2 separate regions of the Mus musculus genome follow, and region 1 is linked to region 2. Evidence: chromatin contacts called from public HiChIP or PLAC-seq data. All regions are on one chromosome and are shown on one strand. Each heading gives the region's core, a stretch centred on a gene start, on an enhancer-like site or on the middle of the called end of the contact. The rest is flanking DNA. Distances are from core to core; before and after follow the strand shown.

Region 1 (5,830 bases), core at 90-2,589, 380 kb after region 2:
TATCTTACATTAGTATGGCATGGATGTTAAAATTAATTAACAAATTAACTAATGAACAAATACTGAAAAGTTAGTAACCAAATTTATAGTTTGTTCTGGTTTCTTTATTCATTTTTCCCCAGGATTCCACATTCTACTTGGCCGTCGTGTCTCCTTAAGGTCTCCCTTGTCTGGGACAGTTGATCAGTTGCTTTTGATTGCACTGGAATTTAATAAACAGACACACAGGTACACACAGTATACACACACATGCATATGCACACACACACACAATTTTTCAGTCCTGGAGATAGAGCCCAGGGCCTCTTGCATGCTGGGCAGACTCTACAGCTGAGCTAGCTATACCTTAGGTCTCAAATTAATTAATTTTGAGGCATCATCTCATGTTCCAGGCTAGCCTCAATCTCACTGTGCAGTTATGCATGATCATGAAGCCCAGCTCCTCCTGCCTGCACTTCCCTGGTGCTGCGATTGCAGGTGTGCACCCCCACACCTAGTTCTTGTGGGTCTGGGGATCAAACTCAAAGCCTGGCTCCTGCATGTTAGGCAGTCTGTTACTTGAGCCCCAGTCTGAAACTTAATTTTGATGCAGGCCCCAGGATCTCTGCTACAGGATTCTTAGTAAAATGGTGTCCCCAAACTGTTTTACCCCAGAGTAGCTGTTGAGCTGTGTGTGGCACAAGCCTACTTTTCCACTGGAGAACCGAAGCTGCTGACAGCTTCCCAGCCATGTCCTCACGTAACTCCTGGTGAAACACCCATAGAAAAGTGCAGGCTGGCTGGAGGTCAAGGCGGTGGGGGGAGGGGCGGCGCAAACGGCAGTGGGCAGTGGGCAGTGGCTGTCGCCTGCCTCTCCAGCACAGAACTGAGCCTGTGGTTTCGCTGCACATTCAGAACTCTCACTATTGGGGGCTGCTGTTTCCTCCCTGACAGCGCCAAATGAAAATGCATCCGGAGGCTTCAGTTCTCAGCTGCCAAATCAAAGTCAGTTTATCAGTGAGCACCCGCCAGACCGCGGCTCTGGCGGCAGCCTGTGTGCCCTCCCCACTCAGCTTCCTCTTTGAAATGCTCTTTTCTAAGAACTGAGAATAAGCAACCTAGGCCGTGACTTCACTTTTCTCGGAACTGCTTTACATTATATATATTTTAAAAATTCGAAACCATCACTTAGCTGGTTTTGGATCGCCTGAGTTCCCTAATTCTTTCTGTTGCATGTTCTTGTAAAGCTGAAGTTTTACCGCAAAATTCTGCAGGAGGGGAAAGAAGGGCTGTGTGAAATAGGGGAGTGTCTGACTGCCGTGTTTTTGTTGGCTTGTGTGTGATTTAATGATTAAAGAGAAAAAGAAACCAGAGGATATGCTGTGCGGAGTCGGGGATCAGCTCTGAGTTCTGTCTGTCTGGCCAGCCAGGGTTGATGCTGGGTACCTTCTCCAGTTTGCTGATCAGCTAGCTGACTCTTGAAAGGATAAGCGGGAGCCTGGGTATGGGGGTGCACACCTGTAATCCTGACATTCTGGAGGTGAAGGCCACTCAGGGCCATAATGTGGGTTCCAGGTCCTTTGTTGACAAGCCCCTATGTAAAGAGGAAGAGGGTGGTCAAGGGCCGTGTATGGTGTGGAGTGCTTGTTTGGCATCAACAAAACCCTGAGTTTGATCCTCGAATCTCAGCACTAAGGAATTGGAGAATCAGAAGTTCAAAGTCGCCACGGGCTACATAGCAAGCCTGGGCCAACCTGGGCTACAGGAGACACTGTCTTGTTTTTGTTTTTGTTTTTGTTTTGTTCTTTTGTTTTTCAAGACAGGGTTTCTCTGTATAGCCCTGGTGGCTGTCCTGGAACTCACTTTATAGACCAGGCTGGCCTTGAACTCAGAAATCAGCCTGCCTCTGCCTCCCGAGTGCTGGGATTAAAGGCATGCACCACAGGAGACACTGTCTTAAGACAAAACAAAACAAAACAAAACAAACAAAAACAGGTTTGAGGACAGCCAAGGCTACACATAGAAACCCTGTCTCGAAAAACTGAAAAGTAAAAAACAGGATGGGGGAGAAGGAGTGGATATGCCTTTAGTCACAGTTAGCCACAATGACCTACATCAAGCAAATAGCTTTGAGCCTGTGTCTGAAGACACCGTTCAGGGGCTCCCACCTTGTCACACTGTGGGCTAGTTCTGGTTCCACCATCCCCTGCCTGACCTGGGGTTTGAAGGTCAGCCTTCAAGGTGGAGACTTCGAGGTGGTTCTTCCTTCAAAGGATGCTGCTGGTAGGCTCTTGGGAAATGGAGTTTGCCACCCCTCCTTCTGAGTGGGGAGGTCTCAAGGTTGTTTTAGAATCCTTGCTTGGCATCTCTGTCCTCCGGGGACTCACATCACACACACACACACACACACACACACACACACACACACACACACACACACACACACACACAGAGTAAGCTGTAGGAGTTTCAGGTTGAAGACAGAAGCCACAGAGTAAAGGCACAGTGCTCAGGAGCCTTGGCATTTGAGGGCTTTAAAGCTTCTATTTAGTTAGCTAGTTGTGTGTGTGTGTGTGTGTGTGTGTGTGTGTGTGTGTGTGTAGGTGGACATTTGCTGTGGCATGGGTGTATAAATCAGAGGATAAATTGTGGGTGTTGATTTTTGATTTCTACCGGGTGGGATGCAAGGTTCAAACTCAGGTCTTTGGGCTCGGTGCTAAGTGCCTTTATCCTCAGAGCCATCTTGTTGGCCTGGGTTTGAGTTTTTATTGTTATTGTGATTTTAGTTTGTTTGTATTTTGTTACTTTTTAAGATTTATGTGTGTGTGTGTGCCCCGTGCATAAGCATGAGGTACTGTGTGAAGGTAGAGGACTGCTTTCGGTAAACCATTCTCCCCACTGTGGGTCCAGAGAACTGAGTGTACTGCATTTGACCCCTACAGCAAGTGTTTTTACCCACTGAGCCCATTTGTGAGGCAGTTTCTCATAGCTCATGTCGTCCTGATGACCTTGGCAATCCTCCTGAACCCTGGATCACAGCTGTGCTCTTCTGCCTGGTTCTTACGTGCTGGAGATTAACCCAGAGCTTTATGCATGGTGGGCAGACACCCCGCCAACTGAGCTGTGTCTCCAGAGCAGGTTTTTTGTTTTTCCCTTGTTTCTCCTTTTCAGACAGGGTCTCACTACGTAGTCCAAGCTGGCCTTGATTCTCTTCCCTCAGCTCCTGAGGTATGTACTACTGTGCCAGCATTTTGGGTCCCTTGCAGGTGCTGGCATGAAGGCAGGAAAGTACTCTTCAGAGAGGAAAGATCTGGACGTATAAAAGGGCCATGGCAAAGAGTAAGTGCTAGTGTGCCTGGACAGTGACTTCCTCGATAAAGACACCAGCACAATTGCATACTTGGTTTGCGCTGAGCATCCTTTGCCTAAGAGGTGTGTCTGCTCGCCTTGCATTGCCCCAGCAGGCCACAGGGGCAAGTCGTGAGCTAGTAGGTGCCTGGTGGTGTTAGGGACAGTGTTCTTCAGAGCCAGCACCTTAATTCTTCCCTGTTGGCTCCTTGGGACTGCTCTAGAGTGGAGTATAGCACCCCCTGCTGCTTGGCCTGGGTCTGGTCTGAGCCCTAGGGAATGGGATGAGAGCCAGAGATCACAGAATGAAAAGCCACAAAATGAAGCAAAGGAACAAATAGGGCCACAAGAAATTTCACAGCCAACCACCCTGGGAGTTCTGCCCATTGTGGCCAGACAGGTGGGGGCAGAGTGGGGGAAGTTTGGACACCAGATGGGTTTCAATGGACTTGACATTCAACTCTAGTCCCTTTTATTAAGTGACTCACCTTGGGTGAGTCTCTTCATCTTTCTGAGCTCTTTAGGCTTTTTAGGCTGTTTAGGTCACTATGTAGAAGCTTAACTGAAACTCCTGAAGTAGCCCAGGTTATCCTCCAACTTGCAAAGATTGTCCTGCCTCTGCCTCTCAACTGCACCACCATGCCCAACTCTTATTGTTTTTATGAGCTATTATAATTACTATGATTGTTGTTGTTGTTGAGACTTCTCACAATTGTAGCCCTGGCTGGCCTGGAACTCACAGAAATCTGCCTGTCTCTGCTTCTAGCATGCTGGCATTAAAGGCATGCACCACTATGTCTAGTTATAAGCATTTAGAAGTATTTAGCACTTGGGCCTGAACCCAGGGTCATCCCAGGCAAGCACTCAGTCTCTGAGCCATCCCCAGCCCCTCTGCACCGTTTGCTTTCAGATAAGGTCGTACTAACTTCCCTGGGCAGCTGAGTATCTGGGATTGAATCTGAGTCACTAAGCTCTTTATAAGCAACTTCAAATTATTGTGGTTGTCCTCGTTATCATCGGGGACATGATATATATATATCATGAGGACAGGTTGCCAGTGCTTATAGGCAAGCTTACTGACCTGAGTTCATTTCAGGGAACCTACAGAAAGATGGGGGGGGGGAGCTATCCCTGAAAGCTGTCCTCTGACCTCCATATAAGTCAATGGCATGTGTATGCCCTTATATCCACATATAATAATAAATAAAATACAAGTTCAAATGGACAGACTTAGCATTATTATTATGTGCTGGGGATGAAACCTAGGGCTTCCTATATGTAGATGAATGCCCTACCTCGGAACCACATCTCAGCCCTCTGGGCTTATGTCTGACCTCTGTAGAGAAGAATGCCTGGGGTCAGAAAGAGTAAACGACTCTCTACTCTGCTGCTAAGGGAATCCAAGCAGTAGGTGACTTGTTGTTTTGTTTCATTTTGAAACAGGGTTTCTCTGTGTAGCCCTGGCTGTCCTGGAACTCAATCTGTTGACCAGGCTGCCCTCAAACTCAGAGATCGTCCTGCCTCTGCCTCCTGAGTACCCAGATTAAAGGTGTGTGCCACCACACCTGAGTGTGGCCTTTGTCATGAAGCCCCAGTGCCTGCTGGGCCCTGGGTCTGGAGACAATGGGAGGAAGATCCTTGGTTGCTGCACAGCTTGCCTTATCTCTGCTGTATGCATGCAGGCTCAGCTCATCGCAAGAATCACTTCTGAGGCTAAGGAATGTGGCTCAGTTAGTAGAGTACTTGCCTAGTGTGCGTGACGCCCAGGGTTCATTTCCCAGCATTGCATTAAACTGATCATAGTGGTACACACCTGCAGTCTCAGCGCTCAGGAGGTGGAGACAGGGGGATCAGAAGTTCAGGTCACCTTCTGCTCAGTGACTTAGATAGAGGCCAGCCTAGGCTTATAGAAGTCTTTTATTGTTTAAGTTGGAAAAAGTCCATTTTGCAACTAAGATAGTGTTCACAGGTTCTGGTTAGGGTGTCATCACAGGAGAAGAGGGCCATTCTGGCCCCTGGCTGCACAATTATCTCATAGCAAGGTTCCTGAATGCCTCCTCCCACTGTAGCATTAACCCACCTCCCCAGAGGTCATCTAGCTCAACTGAACAAGCAGGGATGTGGTGTGGACAAAGATCAGCCTAAGAAACAGAGGCCCTGTGCTGGGAAATTCAAAGCTACAAACACCTGCTCCTCCCTTCTGGCCAAATTGGGTGAGGAAAGGAAGGGCTTTGAAATCTCATTATTGACTGCACTTACCTACTTCATGCATATGTACATGCAGAGCTAGGAAGGGGGGCAGGAGGACCAGAAGTTTCAGGTCATTCTTGGCTACATTGCAAATTAGAGTTCAGCCTGGAATATATGAGACTATCTCAAAAAGAACAATGTTAGGGAATAGCAGAGTTGGTGATTGCTGTTTGGCTGGAATATTCGACTTTACCAGATGTTCTGGAACACACGTCTGGACTGTCTTGAGCTGTGTAGGATGACAGACTCATGG
Region 2 (5,907 bases), core at 821-3,320:
GGCAGGGCACATTGAGATTGGGGTCCAAACTTTAATCTCACCGTGGGAAACCAAGGCATCTGGAGTTACATAATTTCCTCAGAATGCAGATCAACCTTACTTCAATGTAAAAGTTGAGTGAGTACCGTGATGCCAGCTACAGAGACTCAGTAACTTTATCACCTGCTTCCAAGGCCCTCATCCAGATGGTCACCCAAGCCCCAGGGCTAGGTACACACTGCCAGGTACCTCAAGGCTGAGTTTTCATTTCTCAGCGTCATCACCAAACCCTAGTAAACCAGGATTCTTCATTTTAATTCATTTGGGAAAAGACTTGGTGAGAGGCTCCACACGGAACCTGATGGGTTCAGGCATGGCCACTTCTGAATGTCACATTCAGGAGGCCCTCCTAGCTATATTCTGGGAGCCCATCAGGCACCAAGTGTCCTTTAGAAGTTTGTGAGGCAGGGCACACCAGCCCATGCCGGAAGTTGCAGTGCACAGAAGGGAAAGAGAGGCTTGAAGAAAACTCATGCTTCCTCCCCAGCTGCCCATTCTCCAGTTCACACCTGAGGTAAGGTGGCCCAAAGGCTGTGTACTGCCAACATCCTTGAATACCTACTCTCTAGACTCAGCCCTGAACCCTCTGCCATCTAGCTCCAGCCTAGCTGTGTGACTCTGAATCGTCCCCCACAGGCTCAAGAGTTGTTCCCAGCTGCTGATGCTATCTTAGGAAGTGATGGAATCTTTAGGAAGTGGGGATCCCCTAGTAGGAAGAGGTAACTGTGAGGCCCTGAAGGTTATACCTGCCCTACTTCCTGTCTCACTCTCTGCTTCATGATCTACCATGAAGCGAACAGCCTCTTTCATATGTTCCCATTGCTGGGAGCTGAGCTTCTCTGCATGTTCCCACCATAATGGACTGGAACCCTCTAAAACTGAGTCAGAATGAAATCTTTCTCCCTTTAAGTTGTTGCCATCAGATATGTTATCATAGCAACACAAAAGTAACCAATACAGTCCCCACTACTTGATCAACTCCAGTCACAATCTATTCTTATCAGTTGTCCTTGGGACTTTCCAAGCCTTGTCCCTGCCCATAGACTTTGCCTGATATGCCTGTCACATGACCCGAAGGCTCACTCATACTCTTCAGAGGGTAGCTATGATGCCATTTCTAGGGTTAGTGCTGATCCAGGACTTCTTAGCACTCAAGACTCTCATGTCCACAGGGTCTTATACTCGGATAGAGAATTTTCTTTACCATCCAGATGCTACCAGACCCAGCAGCAGTGTCCAGAGGGACCAGTGTACTATGGCCCCAGGAGCTTTACACCAATTGACAACTCCTAGGAGCTAGTATTCACATGTTGCATACCCTCAACTCACAGCAGGTGGGGAACACTGAGGTTCGTGTTCCAGAGGTTCTTGGAGACTGTGTTCCCACCACTGACCAGCTCAATGGTATGTTCCAGTGCCTCCTTCCCTGTCCCACATCCCTTTTCCCTTCCAGAGCTTCCTATTATCTTCCACATCCTGGCCAAATACTTGGCTTTTCCAGTGAGTTGCTGCTGCTGCTGCTGCTGCTTCTTCTTCTTCTTCTTCTTCTTCTTCTTCTTCTTCTTCTTCTTCTTCTTCTTCTTCTTCTTCTTCTCTTCTTCTTCTTCTTCTTCTTATCCTTCTCCTCCTCCTCCTCGTCTTCTTCCTCCTCCTCCTTTCCCACATCATTAATAGTTATTGAGTATTTACAGTATATGAGGCACAAGAGAACACACAGAAAACATTGTCCATGTTCTTGTTACATTCCAAAAGAAAAAAAAACACACATCTATAAAAATGACATTTGTGTTTGGTGTTTTCTGTAAAGTACTGAAGAAATACTTGGTAGGATGTGAGCTTTGGGTATGACGTAGCTCCATCATTACTTGGGGAAAGGGACAGAAAGGATTTTAAAGGGAACCAGGGATGGACCCTTCAGGGCAGGATGGATATCTCCAGGGAGATAAGCAGAAGCTCAACTGAGGAGAGCTGGGCTGTAGGAAAGAGGTTGAGGGGAAGCTGTGGGATGCAAGCAGAGGAAGTGGGTATCTTAGGCACTGAGTGGAGCCAGAAAGATCATGTGGCCTGTTTCCAGATACAAAGCCAACAGTCGGAAAGGGTGATGATAAGATGGTAAAGAAGAAGTTATCCTGTGCAGCTGACATGGGAATGAAGGGCTGGAATCCCTGGCAGGCTGTGAGAGCATCAAGAGAATCCTTAAGAACCACAGCCATTTGCAAGCACAGAACTTAACAGTCAGTGCTGCCCAGTGTCACCATGGATCCAGGAGACTGTGGTTTCCTAAGTTAGTGAACTCAGCAGACCACAATTTTAAATGGAACACATTGCCTTTTGCCAACCAAGATTCCCCCCTCACCTAGAAAAATAAAAGTCCATTTCAAGTTTTGAGAGGGAGCAAGAAAGGGAAGAATGGCTCACAGTCAGCTATTGGATGGAACACAGGGCCCGTAATGGAGGAGCTAGAGAAAGTACCCAAGGAGCTGAAGGGGTCTGCAACCCTATAGGTGGAACAACAATATGAACTAACCAGTACCCCCAGAGCTCTTGACTCTAGCTGCATATGTAGCAGAAGATGGCCTAGTCGGCCATCACTGGGAAGAGAGGCCCCTTGGTCTTGCAAACTTTATATGCCCCAGTACAGGGGAACACCAGGGCCAAGAAGTGGGAGTGGGCGGGTAGGGGAGCGGGGCGGGGGGGGGGAGGGTATAGGGGACTTTCGGGATAACATTTGAAATGTATATAAAGAAAATAATAAATAAAAAAAAATTTAAAAAGGGAAGAATGTGGGACATAGTTGGTAACGGTGTTACATTAGCCTTGTTTTTTTGTTGTTGTTATGATAAACTTTGCAATCAAAAATTGATAAAAGCCCATTAGCTGCCAAGGGAATAAAGAGACAATTTTCTTTAGAGAAGTCTAAAAACCAAATGACTAATGTACATGGAAATCTGTAGAGAAATGTAGTTGAAGACTCCAATTATAAAACTTTTATTCCACTTACTTGTAGAATTACACTTAGTAGACATGTTCTTAACAATCAAGCCTGGATTCTTCATGAAGATTTCATGAGACAATAAAACAAAGCTATCTGCCATCTCAAGTTATTTTCCTGTTAGCTATTTCTACAGCACAAACATATTAGGCAAGTGTCAAAAGGGGGGGGGGGAATCACAAAAGCAAATAACAACAACAACAACAAAAAGGCTAAATACATTGGATTTTGTTTATCCATGTACTTGACATGCATGGAGCCAGGTACACCAAGCAACTCATTTTTACTGAATCTTTATTTTTACATTTGTTCTTACATTGCTAAAATATTTAAATACAAATAAAATTGTAGCAAAAATAATGAAAGCAAACAGCAGGCCTGGCGGTGGCGCACATCTTTAATCCCAGCTCAGGACACAGGGGCAGGTGGATCTTTGTGAGTTTGAGGCCAGTCTGGTTTACAAAATGAACTCCAGGACAGCCAGGGCTACAAAGACCCTTGTCTTTAAATAAATAAATAAATAAATAAATAAATAAATAAGCAAGCAAGCAAGCAAGCAGACATACCTGCATACATACATATATGTAAAAATAATAAAATAAAATGAAAGAAAGCAGTAGGGACTTTATAAGTAATGGAATGTGAACTGTTTCTGCCCTTGTAGAGTAAATTGGGCCACAGCTTTGTCTGGAACACACACATACATACACACACACACACACACACACACACACACACACACACTATGCCCATGTGTGTCCACAGGTTGTTTGTTTGTATGACAGTCTCACATTGAGCTCCAAACTTTAACTCATTATAATAACTACACTCGTGACAGAAACCAGTTATCCCGTTTATTCCCCACCAACACACCAATATGTAAGCAGTTCTCTTTGCTTAGACATGCAAGCAGTTTTAACACTGGCTCTTCTGAAGCCACATTGTACCAAAAGTAGTATGCCAGACGTGTAAGTCATGTAAAAATTCCGCATCCCACACACTGGCCACCTCTAGGTGAAAATGAGTATCTCCCTACACTTAAGCTGACCCTCTAAGATGATTTACCGGTTCCTACAGCATTTTTATAAGCAACAGAGAAAAGATTCCTCTCCTCGTTAGAAAACTCTAGCTCCTTGCTCAGTTACAGATTTCATGCAGGCTACCATGTCATCACAATGTCTCTCTGACCATTTAGCTTTCTGTACCAGCTCATTTTTATCCATAACGATAAACACCACATGGGCTCACCTCAGCAGTCTTGGGGCATGGGCAGTGAATGAGGCTGAGACTGTTCCTGATCTTCAACAGGGCACATCTTTAGGGGTCTGCCCTGCCCACCCAATCTGTACCAGGATGAACTGTGGTCCTTAAGCATTATATGTCCACATGCCAAACACAGCATAATGTGGCTTTACCTTGAAAAGGAACTTTGCAGGTATCTGTGCTTACAGATGTGCGCACCTTGCAGCCTGAAGCTGCATGTGTGCTAAGGTACTATGAAATTCATTCAGTGCATTTCTAGATCTCTGTTGCAATGTCAAAAGCCCTCCTGGCTGCACATGGTGGTGCATACTTGTGATCCCAGCACTTAGGAGGCAGAGGCAAGAGGACCAGAAGTTCAAGGTCATAACTTTTTAATTACCATTTTACCCAGGGCAGGACACTGGGTGGTTTTTACTGTGGGGCTATTATGAATACTACTGCTTGGAGCGTTCCCATCCAAGGATCTTCATTCTCTGTTCAGAAGAGTGTTAAGACAGGGTCTCAGATAGCCCAGGATTGCCTTCAACTCATTATGTAGCTCAGGCTGTCCTTAAACACCAAGATCCCACATTAGCATGTGTGTGTGTGTGTGTGTGTGTGTGTGTGTGTGTGTGTGTGTGTGTGTCACACTCACTGGAGAGGCCTGAGAACAGTCATGGAGTCACTCCACGTTGAGTTCCAGAAGCTGAACTCAGGTTGTCGGGCTCGAAGCACAGTCACAATTACCCCATGAGGGGTCTTGTCAACCCTCTTTGAGCTTTTCTTTCTCAGTGCAGGGGTTGAACCCAGGGTCTCACACATGCTATGCAAATGCTGTCACTGAGCAATAGCCTTGCCTTTTTGTATATTTTAAGGAACTACCAGAATTTTCTTCTCCAGGCTGGACTCATGCTCCCTATGTAGCTGAGGATGATCTTGAACTCCTGATCTTCCTGCCTCTGCCTCCCAAGTGCTGAGATTAAAGCATGCATCTCGCCATGCCTAGGACTGAATTCAGAGCTTCGTTTATCCTTGGTAACCACTTACCAATTGAATTACATCTCAGACTTTACTAAATTAAGTGTGTGTGTGTGTGTGTGTGTGTGTGTTTCTCTGGCTACTTACATACTCAAGTATATGAACATATAATACATGATGTGTAATTACTTAACATTGATTAACATAATGAAGTAATTACTTAATTGCAAAATCATAGACCCAGTACCCAGAAAACAAACCAGGACACAGCCAGCCCCCAAAGCACCTGTGGGTGTCTGCTCCCCATCCCCACAGCCATCTCTGTTCTAGGAAGACCATAGTCCTAGGCTCATGTTTCTGCTAGAAGTTGAGACTCTTCCACCCCCACCCCCACCAACCACAGCTGACTCTGCAGCCCTTCCAGTACTGTGTTCCATCAACAGTGGGGGCTCAGAGAAGGCCTGCCACAGCTTCAGGTGTGAATCCTACTTCCTACTGCTTCTTAGGTTCTCTCCAAGGTGCACAGCAGGACTGGATTAACCAAAAGGAAGATAAACTCCTCCTGGTCTCCCAGAATATTTTCCTGTCTCTCTGCCCTCTATGGAGAGGCAGGAAGGTCAAGGGCACACACTGCCATAGAGAAGTCACACTGTGTG

The links. HiChIP or PLAC-seq counts read pairs in DNA pulled down with a chosen protein or histone mark.
Region 1: an H3K4me3 HiChIP or PLAC-seq map of bone marrow-derived macrophages shows a contact between it and region 2, with 5 times the contacts expected there. The contact joins two enhancer-like sites. A contact is called at or near these places in 1 of 484 Hi-C or Micro-C datasets (embryonic stem cells) and 1 of 115 datasets of contacts at active chromatin or transcription factors (bone marrow-derived macrophages).

Annotation. Positions count from the first base shown.
Region 1 is chr16:10,843,157-10,848,986 of GRCm38.p6, forward strand. It overlaps Rmi2 (RecQ mediated genome instability 2), which reads left to right. Exons shown (of 2, transcript NM_001162932.1): 2 at 1-79. Among named protein-coding and RNA genes, the nearest start is that of Rmi2, 11 kb to the left of the region's middle. Within about 2 kb of position 1,340, at least 160 of the 459 cell types and tissues checked have an H3K27ac peak or open chromatin away from gene starts, as enhancers often do. A contact at or near this core is called in bone marrow-derived macrophages, where this site is marked.
Region 2 is chr16:10,459,316-10,465,222 of GRCm38.p6, forward strand. No RefSeq gene overlaps it. Among named protein-coding and RNA genes, the nearest start is that of Gm41420, 7.7 kb to the right of the region's middle. Within about 2 kb of position 2,071, at least 14 of the 459 cell types and tissues checked have an H3K27ac peak or open chromatin away from gene starts, as enhancers often do. A contact at or near this core is called in bone marrow-derived macrophages, where this site is marked.